2 separate regions of the Sus scrofa genome follow, and region 1 is linked to region 2. Evidence: chromatin contacts called from public HiChIP or PLAC-seq data. All regions are on one chromosome and are shown on one strand. Each heading gives the region's core, a stretch centred on a gene start, on an enhancer-like site or on the middle of the called end of the contact. The rest is flanking DNA. Distances are from core to core; before and after follow the strand shown.

What was found. HiChIP or PLAC-seq counts read pairs in DNA pulled down with a chosen protein or histone mark.
Region 1: a contact with region 2 is called in an H3K27ac HiChIP or PLAC-seq map of skeletal muscle. The contact joins two enhancer-like sites. A contact is called at or near these places in 13 of 47 Hi-C or Micro-C datasets (alveolar macrophages, blood, embryonic fibroblasts and 7 more) and 1 of 2 datasets of contacts at active chromatin or transcription factors (skeletal muscle).

The regions. Positions count from the first base shown.
Region 1 is chr16:38,066,151-38,071,571 of Sscrofa11.1, forward strand. The region is part of intron 9 of PDE4D (cAMP-specific 3',5'-cyclic phosphodiesterase 4D); the gene reads right to left. Among named protein-coding and RNA genes, the nearest start is that of MIR582, 510 kb to the right of the region's middle. Within about 2 kb of position 3,796, at least 7 of the 83 cell types and tissues checked have an H3K27ac peak or open chromatin away from gene starts, as enhancers often do. A contact at or near this core is called in fetal skeletal muscle and skeletal muscle, where this site is marked.
Region 2 is chr16:37,933,417-37,938,421 of Sscrofa11.1, forward strand. All of the region lies in intron 10 of PDE4D (cAMP-specific 3',5'-cyclic phosphodiesterase 4D), which reads right to left. Among named protein-coding and RNA genes, the nearest start is that of RAB3C, 520 kb to the left of the region's middle. Within about 2 kb of position 3,690, at least 3 of the 83 cell types and tissues checked have an H3K27ac peak or open chromatin away from gene starts, as enhancers often do. A contact at or near this core is called in fetal skeletal muscle and skeletal muscle, where this site is marked.

The sequences.
Region 1 (5,421 bases), core at 2,546-5,045, 130 kb after region 2:
AGAGACAGGCTGTTTAAGAAAGTGGCTCTCAAGTTTTTTGATTTATAGTAAGAAATGCATTTTCAATGCAACATGGTTTTGTGTGTATGTGTGTGTATCTTAACATTCTCATAAAACATAAAACATAATACTTAATCTTTGATGTTACAAATGTGGTTTAATATTCCATTATTTTCCATTCAATTTTATATCATAGCTTTTATAAAATGCTACATGCAAGCAACAGTTTTAAATGCATTATTTTGGGCACTTCTATGGTAATCCAGGAAAGAGCTGGTGAGTGCCTGGACTGGGGAACTATTAGTGAATTGGATAGGAGAGGACAAATTTGAGAGCTATTTAGAAAGTAAACTTTATTTCACGGATGGATGTACGGTTTCCAAGTGTCACTTGAGAATAAAAATGCTTCTGAGATAGGAAAAAATCAGATTTGCAAAGAAATAGATGAATCCAGTTTTGAAAACATTAGAATATTATGGGGCATTGGGCTTTTGTACAAATGAATCTGAAAATTAGGGAAGAGGTCTGAGTAGAGGTAGGGTTTTGGAAATCACCTTCACACAATGGGCATTAAACTGCTGACATGCATGAAAACATCTAGAGGATGCAGAGAATGAGAAAAGTAATGAGTCAAATCCAGAAGATTCATGTTTAAGAAGGGAAGACGGGAGGAAGACCGATTATGAAGGATAATGAGAAAGAGTAGTCAGAGCAGCGAGAAGAATGACATCATCACCTGGGAAAGGATGGCTCCCCATAAAAATGTGTTCAATCAATATTCCATGCTTGGGGTTCCTGTTTTGGTTCAGTGAGTTAAGAATCTGACTGTAGCATCTCCTGTCGCAGCTGCAGCTTGGAGTCAATCCCTAGCCCAGGAATTTCCATATGCTGTGGTTGTGGCCATAACAAAAATCACTGAGTAAATGAATGAGGAGAGAGTTTCAGAGGAAGACCTCTAAGACAAGCCAGGAGAAGGCAGGTAGGAGCTCACTGGAACCATGAAGAGAGCAGCTGGAGGAAAGCCCAACTGCAACGGGTTGAGGAATGAATAGGAGATGAGGCCCTAGTGCAACCTGACCGCCAAGAACTGAGTAAAGAAAGGATCCCTAAGAGTCTGTTTCTAGACTTTGCTACTGTTTTGCGTTGTTTTGAAGATTGAGAGAGAGATGAATAAGGAAAGAGCCAGAAGAGAATGAGAGGTTAAAAATGCAAAAAAAGGAAATAGATGGAGCAAGGACCTGGAGGTGCTGAGAGGAGAGAGGGTCAGGAGCAGAGAAGCAGGGATGACTTAGAGCCGGAGGGAAAAGGACCACATCATCTGCTGAGATGGGAAGCAGGGAGCAAAGGATGGGTCTGGATGGCAGTAAGAGGATCTGAGGGATGAGACAGTTCCTGTTCTGACAATGATTTTATCAACTGAGCAACAAGTGAGGTCATTTGCTGAAAGGTGATGAGCAGCTGCTGGCCCGGGGGCCTTGAAAATGGGGAGGAGGTCTGGAATAAACACAAGGGGGCTGAGAGAGGGAGCAGAGCAAGGACAAAATGTCTAGTGAAACTGATGGTCCAGCTATACTGGAATGCTAGTTTGAAGCATTGTGATGTGGGGTTCCCCCCTGAACCAGGAGTTCAGGTAAGGAAGTGGAAAAGGCAGATTGTGAAACTGACAGAGGGTTGGATTCTTCCCAAGATGTACAAGAACAGGATGTCAAAGAATTTGAGAGAAACTGGGTAGACAAGAAGGAGAGGTTAGGTAAGGCCTCGTTTACTCAAAGTAGATTGAAATCCTCAAATTAGGGGATTGCCAGGGAAAAAATACTACTTCCCAGTATCCTTTGGAGCTAAATGTGACATGTGGTAAAGTCTGAGTCCAAGAGATATACATAGAAGCACTACATGGGCTTTCTGGGAAGTCTCCTTGAAAAGGTAGGGGTTTGCTGTTCTTCCTCTCTTTCTCTGTCTTGATGCTGGCATTTAGATGAGATGGCTAGAGCTCTAGAAATTATTTTGGAACATGGAGGCAAATCCTATAACCTAGGGATGATGGAGGAATTAATTTGAAAGAACCATAGGTCCCTGATGGTCTTGGAGCTGATATGGGTGATTCAGCCATATCACCCCTGAATCCTGTTCTGGATCTCTTTTATAGGAAAGGGAGGTAAATTTCTATCTTGATTAAATCATAATTTTTCAGACCTCTTTCACTCTAGCTGAACAAAAGTCTAACGAAAATAGTGTGTATATACAGCAGCTGGAGCACACACAGCACTGCCTTGGAAGAGCATGTTAACCCTCCACCATGTAATCCTTAAGAAGGGAACATCTTTTATAGTAAATAAGGAAGCACTGATCTTTTTAGAAGATTATAGATTGCTCTTGATATGGATGAGAGGAAACAAAGTTAAGACTTGGACTCCTTCATTAAATTTATTTAAAATAAAGCAAAATAAAGCCACATGGATATTATTACTTTTCTCTCATCACACTAAGCAGTCTTCATTGCAGTTTTTATAAAGAAACATATTAAAATTAATGACAATATTAACACCCAAGATGACACATTTCCGTTGTCTTATGCTTTTTTTCCTCCCTTTCCCTGAAGGGTCAGAATTCCCATCAGTCAGCATAAAATGGTTTATGCCCAAGCCTAGTAAATCACTTGTATCAGGTTGTTTTTAAAGTGACTAAACAGCTGTAGTTTTCAAGGTCGGCCAAATCATCTGCCAGGGTCACATGTGTTTCACATGTCAAGTAACGTATATGGGTTCCACTCCACGCAGGGTTGTATGGAAAAAGACATTTGCAAACAAGTGATCTGAAGCCATGTTTCCAAACAGCTGCTATGGTTATGAGCCTAAGAGTTACTACTGTAAACCATTTGAGTGTAAGACTATATTTCCAATCACTCAAAAAGAATATTCATGACAAATCACAGTGTCCACACGAAGAAGGTCAGCTTCCAATCTTAAGGACACTCGATAAATATTCAAGTAGGAGAAAAAGTAATTTAGTTGATAACTGTTACCATTATCATCATGAACTTGTTCATGTGCAAGTGGGAAGAACATGTACTGGATAAAGAACACCAACTGAACACATAATTAAAATGAAACCTAGTTAAACAGCTAAAGAGAAAGGATTTCAAGGAAGGAGACTTGACTAATCTTCTTCTAATTCTTGCTCCAGGCAACACTGACTGGAAGCAAAAGACAGGACTCCCGGATGCTAATAACTCTCTTAACAAGCTTGAGTAATTGGTATCGCAGACACAGACAGAGGGATGAAACCAAGAGGGGCTGGCCTCAGGATTTAAGGATTTTACAAACAGAAAAACTTTTAAAAAATTCACATTTTAGCTCAGAGCATAGAGATGTCTGGTTCCAACCGAGGGAAGGAAAAGCATAAGGATTTTCAGGAGGAACTCCTCCACTGGGATCTCCCAACTCAAAAGAGATAACTGGCTTTGAATTGTGGCTCTTAGAGTAAATTTTTATTGAGTTCTCATAATGTTCTTGGTATCTGCTCTTCAAAGCCCATGATCAGTCTCTTCATCTTGTTTATATTTACTCATCCTACGTGATTGTTCATGTGTGGTATGGTATGCTGAATGAAGAAGATTGCCTTCTGATCATTTAACTCCCCACTGCAGGTTTCCAGGCTAGTTTCTGTATTTCTGTATTTTAGCAAAATCCTAGGCACCTCTAAGTCAGAGGAATAGTGTGGACAGGCATAGACAAATACCCTCTCTAGCTAAGTATGGGCTCTTGTCAAGCTGGAAAAGGTCTCTCAGCTCTGAGTCACTTATACAATCGAGTCCCTGAATATGTTTCTGTCCCTAATATTTTGTTGCTCCAGGCAACCATCAAGTCCACATGAAGACTTTTGCCAACTGGAGAGATGACTAGCCAGGGGAGTCAGAATTTTCTTTTAACTCTTTGTTGAAAATGCAAAACAGCAAATGGTGTCAAGAGTATTCTCTCAAGAGCCACACTGGAAAAAGTAGAATTCATATACCAACTTAGTATATCTTTTATTCACTTTTTAGGGGAATATAACTAAAGAAAATAAAGGGAATTAGAAGCATGAATTTTTTAAAACAGTAAAACATTATACAAAGATTTAACTGAGTCCTTAGATATTATCTCACCTAATATCCTCATTTTATTGAAGAAAAAACAGGTTAAATTACTGACAAAAGTTTTAAACAGGAAGCTAAGTGACAGAGCTGGGATTATAGCTCTGGCCCTTAAACCCTGAGGTCATTGATCTTTCCACAAGTTTCACAAGCTAAGTGCCAGATGCTGAGCAAGGAATGTTAATAAATCACAAGCACTCACCTCTCTTTTGTAATAGCAAATGGTTCTGGGTGAAAAGGTCTATTTTACTGGGATGCTGGAAGCAATCCTAAATCTCCAAGGTTAGGTAGTGATCATCCATTAACTCCCACATTATAAAAGTCTAGCCAGGTGGGCCATGTAACTAACTCTATAGTATGTGGGAAATGTTCAAGGTCCATCACTGCTTATTATTGTCTGAATTTGATCTTTGGCTCTTCTGAATTCTTATACTTCCTCTCTGTGACACAATCCTGGGACTAAGATTCTTGGTGCCTTTTTCTTAGGTACAATTGTATCTTGCTAAATTCTTGAGATGAGACTATATCTTATTCATTTCTGTTTCCTTGAAACCCAGAGCAAAGAATTAAACATACTTTCCTATTGTATAGCACAGGGAACTATGTCCAACCGTTTGTGATAGAACATAACAGAAGATAATATGAGAAATAGAATGTACATACATATATATATATATATGTATTAACTGGGTCACTTTGTTATACAACAGACAATGACACAACAGTGTAAATCAACTATACTTTAATAAAAAATTTTTTAAAGAATTAAACACTTTCCCTGAAACACAGAGCACAGAATTAAATATACCTTTGTTGATCACTTAATGATAAATCAGTATTCATTTTATTAGTTCTAGTAGTACAGTAACAATTTACTTATCCAGCGATGAGTAATCCAGAGATTTGCATTATTTTATTCTTTACACCTAGTAAGTAGGTGAAAAGAACTCCACAACAGGCAAGTAAATTGATTTCAAAAAACATATTTGTGACATGCATTAAATATAATGTGAGGAAAAAAGAATGTATACATGTATGTGTGACTGGGTCACCTTGCTGTACAGTAGGAAAAAAAAAATAATGTATTGAGGAAGTAAAAATAAATAAATAAATATCCTAAAGCCCTTCCTTAAAGATGGATTGCCCTCAAATTCATTACTATTTGGAGTTAATTTGCTCTCACTCTAGGCTCGATGCAATGGCTTTGTAACCTGGTTTGTCAAGGAGGAAGGAGCAGCAGATCAAAGAAGATGGCACCAAGGGTAGGGTCAGTAGCAACAACCCAAAGT
Region 2 (5,005 bases), core at 2,440-4,939:
ATAAAAACGTAGGTACTACTCCATGGGTGACTTGGAACCAAGGAGCTCAAGCCCAGTACCAGTGAGTATAAGACACTAATCTTCTCAGTCAGCAAGTATTTAATTAGCCTCCACTATGTGTTAACTATGGTACCAGGTACTAAGGAGAGATCAGTCAGCAATGGTCTGCACAGAAGCAGCTTACCTAACAGTGTGTCAGAGCCAGAAGATAAATAAGCATGGCCAGTAGCCATTCCTCCTTCCTTTCAGCGCACTGTCCAGAGGCTGGACATGGAAAAAAATCGATACCTTAGACGTCCTTGCAGCTAGAGTTTCACATGTGACTTAATTTCTTCCAATCAGATAAACCCCTGATCCTTCCCATAAATGAAAAGGTTGTCAATTTCATCGTTGTTTCTTTGTAGATTATCTGCCTCTTCTCTCTAGCTGTCTTGAGATCTATTTCTGTGGTTTCTATGAAAATATCTGGATGTGGGTTTCTTTAGAAAAAAAAAAAAATTCCTCTTGGAATTCACTGGACCTCTAAAATATTTCCTCTTCTTCTATAATTCAAATTAAATCTATGTTGCCATTTTGCAAAATATTGCTTTCAAACAATTTTTAAAATTACACATGATTGTTCTTAGATTGTGAGACTAAATTACTGGCACCAAAATATACGAAAAACAAGTAAGATTTTCCTAATTGCCCATAAAGTAAGATGCACCTCTGTGTTCCTTCTAACAAAGAACTTAGACTTGAAGACATAATTTAAAAATAACTCATTTTTATTCACACTTCAATAAAAGTTTATTTTAACCACGTTGGCATTTATTCTTCCACGATACCTGTCTATACTTATATTCTTAAGGAGGAGGACATAAATATTTTTGCTTTTGGGAATAAAGATGATAGGGGAAAACAAAATGAAATAATACAATTAAAAACAGACAACAGACTCTGTTTTACTTGATCTTCCCAGTGCAACTCTAATGCTCTGTGAGACAGCAGGTCAATCACATGTGAGGTGGAATGGGCTCATCAGACACATGACCGTGATGGAATTCTGTGGAATACGTCCAGGATCGAAAGCTCCTCTGGGACATCTGGTCCACCCTTCTGCCCCTCAGGAGGCCCACCACTCTTCATAATTAAGAGCCCACCTCTCCTGGATGTTTTCCACTCTTACGTAAGTCCACTCCACTTTGGGTGAATGCAGTTTTAAAACACTGAAGTAATACTGAGCTAATGATCATTTACTTACACTGAGCTAATACCATTCTTCACAAGCTCTTTATAAATCCCTCAAAGTTGATTTGATTCTGGACACAGCAAAGGAAATCAAAGTGTGGCTTGTAGGTTTTATGAGAGACATTACAACAAACAAGAGAGTAGTCCACTTCCTTAACCATTTAGATTAAAAAAAAAAACCCACTCCAGGTCTTACAAACAGTGATCAACAGCTAAACATGAGCAATTATAGCTTGGGCTGTTGCTGCTGGTCCTGTAACAGCTAGAGGAGCAAGCATGCAAATCAGAACATATGAACTTCCATTTGGGGTAAGAAAACATATCAACCTCCAATAGCAGTTGCACCATTTGGGTGTCCTGATCCAACATCGAGGTCGTAAACCCTATTGTCGATAGGAACTCTAGAATAGGATTGCGCTGTTATCCCTAGGGTAACTTGTTCCGTTGATCAAAATTTTGGATCAATAAGTGATGTTATGGTTATTTTGACTGGTTTGTCTAGATTAAAATCACTCAGAGGGTTTTTTATGCTCCGAGGTCACCGACTTTAATATAGCTTCCAGAATACCAGTTCTAATAATTCACAAAACTATCTTTCTCTAAAATCCACAGTTAAAAGTAATAATAGTTAATACTGATTGATATTGATAAATATTTATTTACCATCTACTACCTGCCAAGACTAGCATAGAATACTTGCCTGGCATTATCTCATTCATTACTAATAACAATTCTGTGAGGACTATTATTATTCCCATTTTACAGTTGAGCCTTAAGGCCCTAATCATCAGGTCTATACAGGCAACTTCCAGGTTGCCTGTCTTTTCACCACAAATCCAGTCCTGACAATTGAAGGCCTCTAGGACATTTCTATTTAGATATGTAATTTCATGTCTAAAGATTTAACTGACATATCTTCCACCTCACTCTCTTCAAATCAGCTTCTCTCCCTGATTTTCCAATTGTTATTCCTTCTATTATTACTTGAGTTTAGAATTTCATACTTTCCTCTGGCTGCAGTGCCCCAGCAAAGTCTCCTTTCCTGCAGTCATTCTCCTAACTATCCGTTTCTTTTCCTTCCCATCCTATTCCAGTCCCTCATCACTTACATGCCTAATTCCCTATCAGATTCTTTTTGCTTTCACACTTTCTCCTCAATGTGATCCATCCTGCATACCACCATCAGATTTATCTTTCTAAAACCATTTTGTTACTTTCCTTGTAGCATTTCCCCGAAAACAAAACACAAGGGTTCTTTAGGGTGGACAGAGTATTGTCCAAACAGCTTAATCTGACACTTGAGGTGCTCTGCAGTAGGGCCTCAATCTACACTTTTCACACCTGCCTCTGTTCCTGTAATCAGATTTTCTGTTCCAGGCAGGCTCTTTCATCCAGAATACCCATTCCTCACCCACACCTACAAACAATAAGGCAATCTGAGGGAGTGTCCCATCCTACCCTGCCTCATCCAGCCCTTGCACTATCATCTCTTTCCTCATTAGTAACCAATATGAACCTTCTATGTTCAAGATCCAACCTAAGTAGCACTTTTTCTGGGATGCTTCCCAACCATTCTCATTCTTAGTGTTGAACATTCTGTACTGCTCTATAGGACCAGTAAACTCTGGAACTCATTCACACCCAACAGCCTTACTTAACGTATACGGCAATAAGTATGTCTATATGCTTTTGTATGTACGTATCTACCTCTCTTTGTATGTATTTGAATACAAATGCACATATATTAAGCCTCATTTTGTCTATGAAAGCCTTTGGAGCAGTTTACTTGCAGTAACTACACAAAAACAAAATTTCCTTAGTGAAGGCCTAACTATTGGACTTATGTTACCTGAAGTCAAAAGATACAAAACAATAATGACAAAACCCAAAATTTAAAAAAAAAAAAATGCCTGATTTATTTCTCATATGAAAATGGTATCTGGCCTAGAGAATAATCAAAGATCAAATATAAATAACAAAGATAAAGCAAAGTAAAAATTTCATTCAAAAGTGATAATATCAATAAAGACTGAACACAGGATCTTGTTTAGTGACAAAAATTATTTATTCCACACAAAGTAAAAGCCCTGACAAAAGTAAGAAAGGATTCTTGTTCTGTGTCACTTTAATTTTCCTGTGCCTTAATACCTCATTTTTAATGAAGGAAAGTGAAGTGATCTCACAAATCTCTTTCACCTCTAAGAACTTTTGGAATTAAAAAAGAAAAAAAAATCTTTTTTTTTTTTTTGAATCAAGTATACTAAAGCTTGATTTCTCTGCAAAGTGGCTGATGGCAAGTGGAAAACGGAAAGGGATCAATCACCTACTCAGTGACTCATTTTCAACTCTGATACCAACTACACTGCCGGGGAATTTCTTTTCCCTCTGGCTACGGCGAGTGTCAGACCCATGACTAGCCCATCTGGGCTGGAATTATGTTCAAGGTCATCTCATCCATTCCTCTGTTTCTCAGCTGGACTGCCATTTTAAATTTGTGCGATGATTAAAGGGTTCTATTTTTGGTTCACATTTCTTCTTACCCCAAAAGAGACATTTAGTAACCTGATGTTGATTGATATTTGACACTCTTATTAATAATCAAAATCTCACTATTCTACAGAATCGGAAAAAAAAAAAAACATTTGGAGGGGCCTCTGAGGTCATTCTGGTGGAGGGAAAAGTAAAGTCTAAGAAACGTTCCAGTTTTTAGACAAAGTGGATTAAAGATCCACGTGAGACCCTCACAACTGAGAAATGTTTCTTTTGTGGCTGCATTCATACATACTCTTTCAAAGTAATTGTGGTCAAGTGATCAGTGAGAGTGTAAATAAAAATATGCTATCCAAGGGTGCTAGGTAACAAGCTAAAACTACAGTGAACAACCTCAGGGCGATCCCACATGCAAGCTAGGGAGGCACATAAATCAGCACGATGGGGATCAAGATTTCAAAGGCACACTCTGAGCTCATTTGCCCAGGCTTGTTGATTCAAGCTCCAGTTGCACTGGGTTACCTATATGGCAGCATATAAAGTTCATCTTCTAAGTTTAAAAATAGTTCCCATCCCAACTAAGGATAGGCCATGTACCTATGATGGGTGTACCCATATTATGGACTTGACCTAAGCTTTTGTTTAAATTCTCCTAACAATCCCATGAGATGGATTTTGTTAGTTCCGGTTTATAGAGAAAGCAAAGGCTCAGAGAAGTTGAAGCAGTTTAAATATCCAAGGTGGAGTTCCTTTGTGGCACAGCAGAAATGAATAGGACTAGGGACCATGGGGTTGTGGGTTCGATCCCTGGCCTAGCTCAGTGGGTTAACGATCTTGCATTGCTGTGAGCTGTGATGTAGGTCGCAGCCACGGTTTGGATCTGGCGTTGCTGTGGCTGTGGTGTAGGCTGGCAGCTACAGCTCCAATTAGACCCCCTAGCCTGGGAACCTCCACATGCTATAGGTGCGGCCATAGAAAAGACAAAAAAAAAAAAAATCCAAGGTCACAACTCCAGTGTGGGGCATTAATAACCATAAGAGAATTGCTGAGCTCATGGGGATTTAGGAGATATAAAGCAGACTCAAGATAAAGGTTCACATTTGTCATCTGCTATTCTGTTTCATTTTTCTCTTGGCATCTAATATCACTCACTATATTGGTGAATCAACCTATACCTATTTTGACACAGTCTCTCTCTCTTCACCCTGTTCCAGCTTGTGCTTTGACTCCCAGGCAACAGGTTACTTAGGGGATGGCCCAGCAGCTGGATGTGACAAGCCACCCA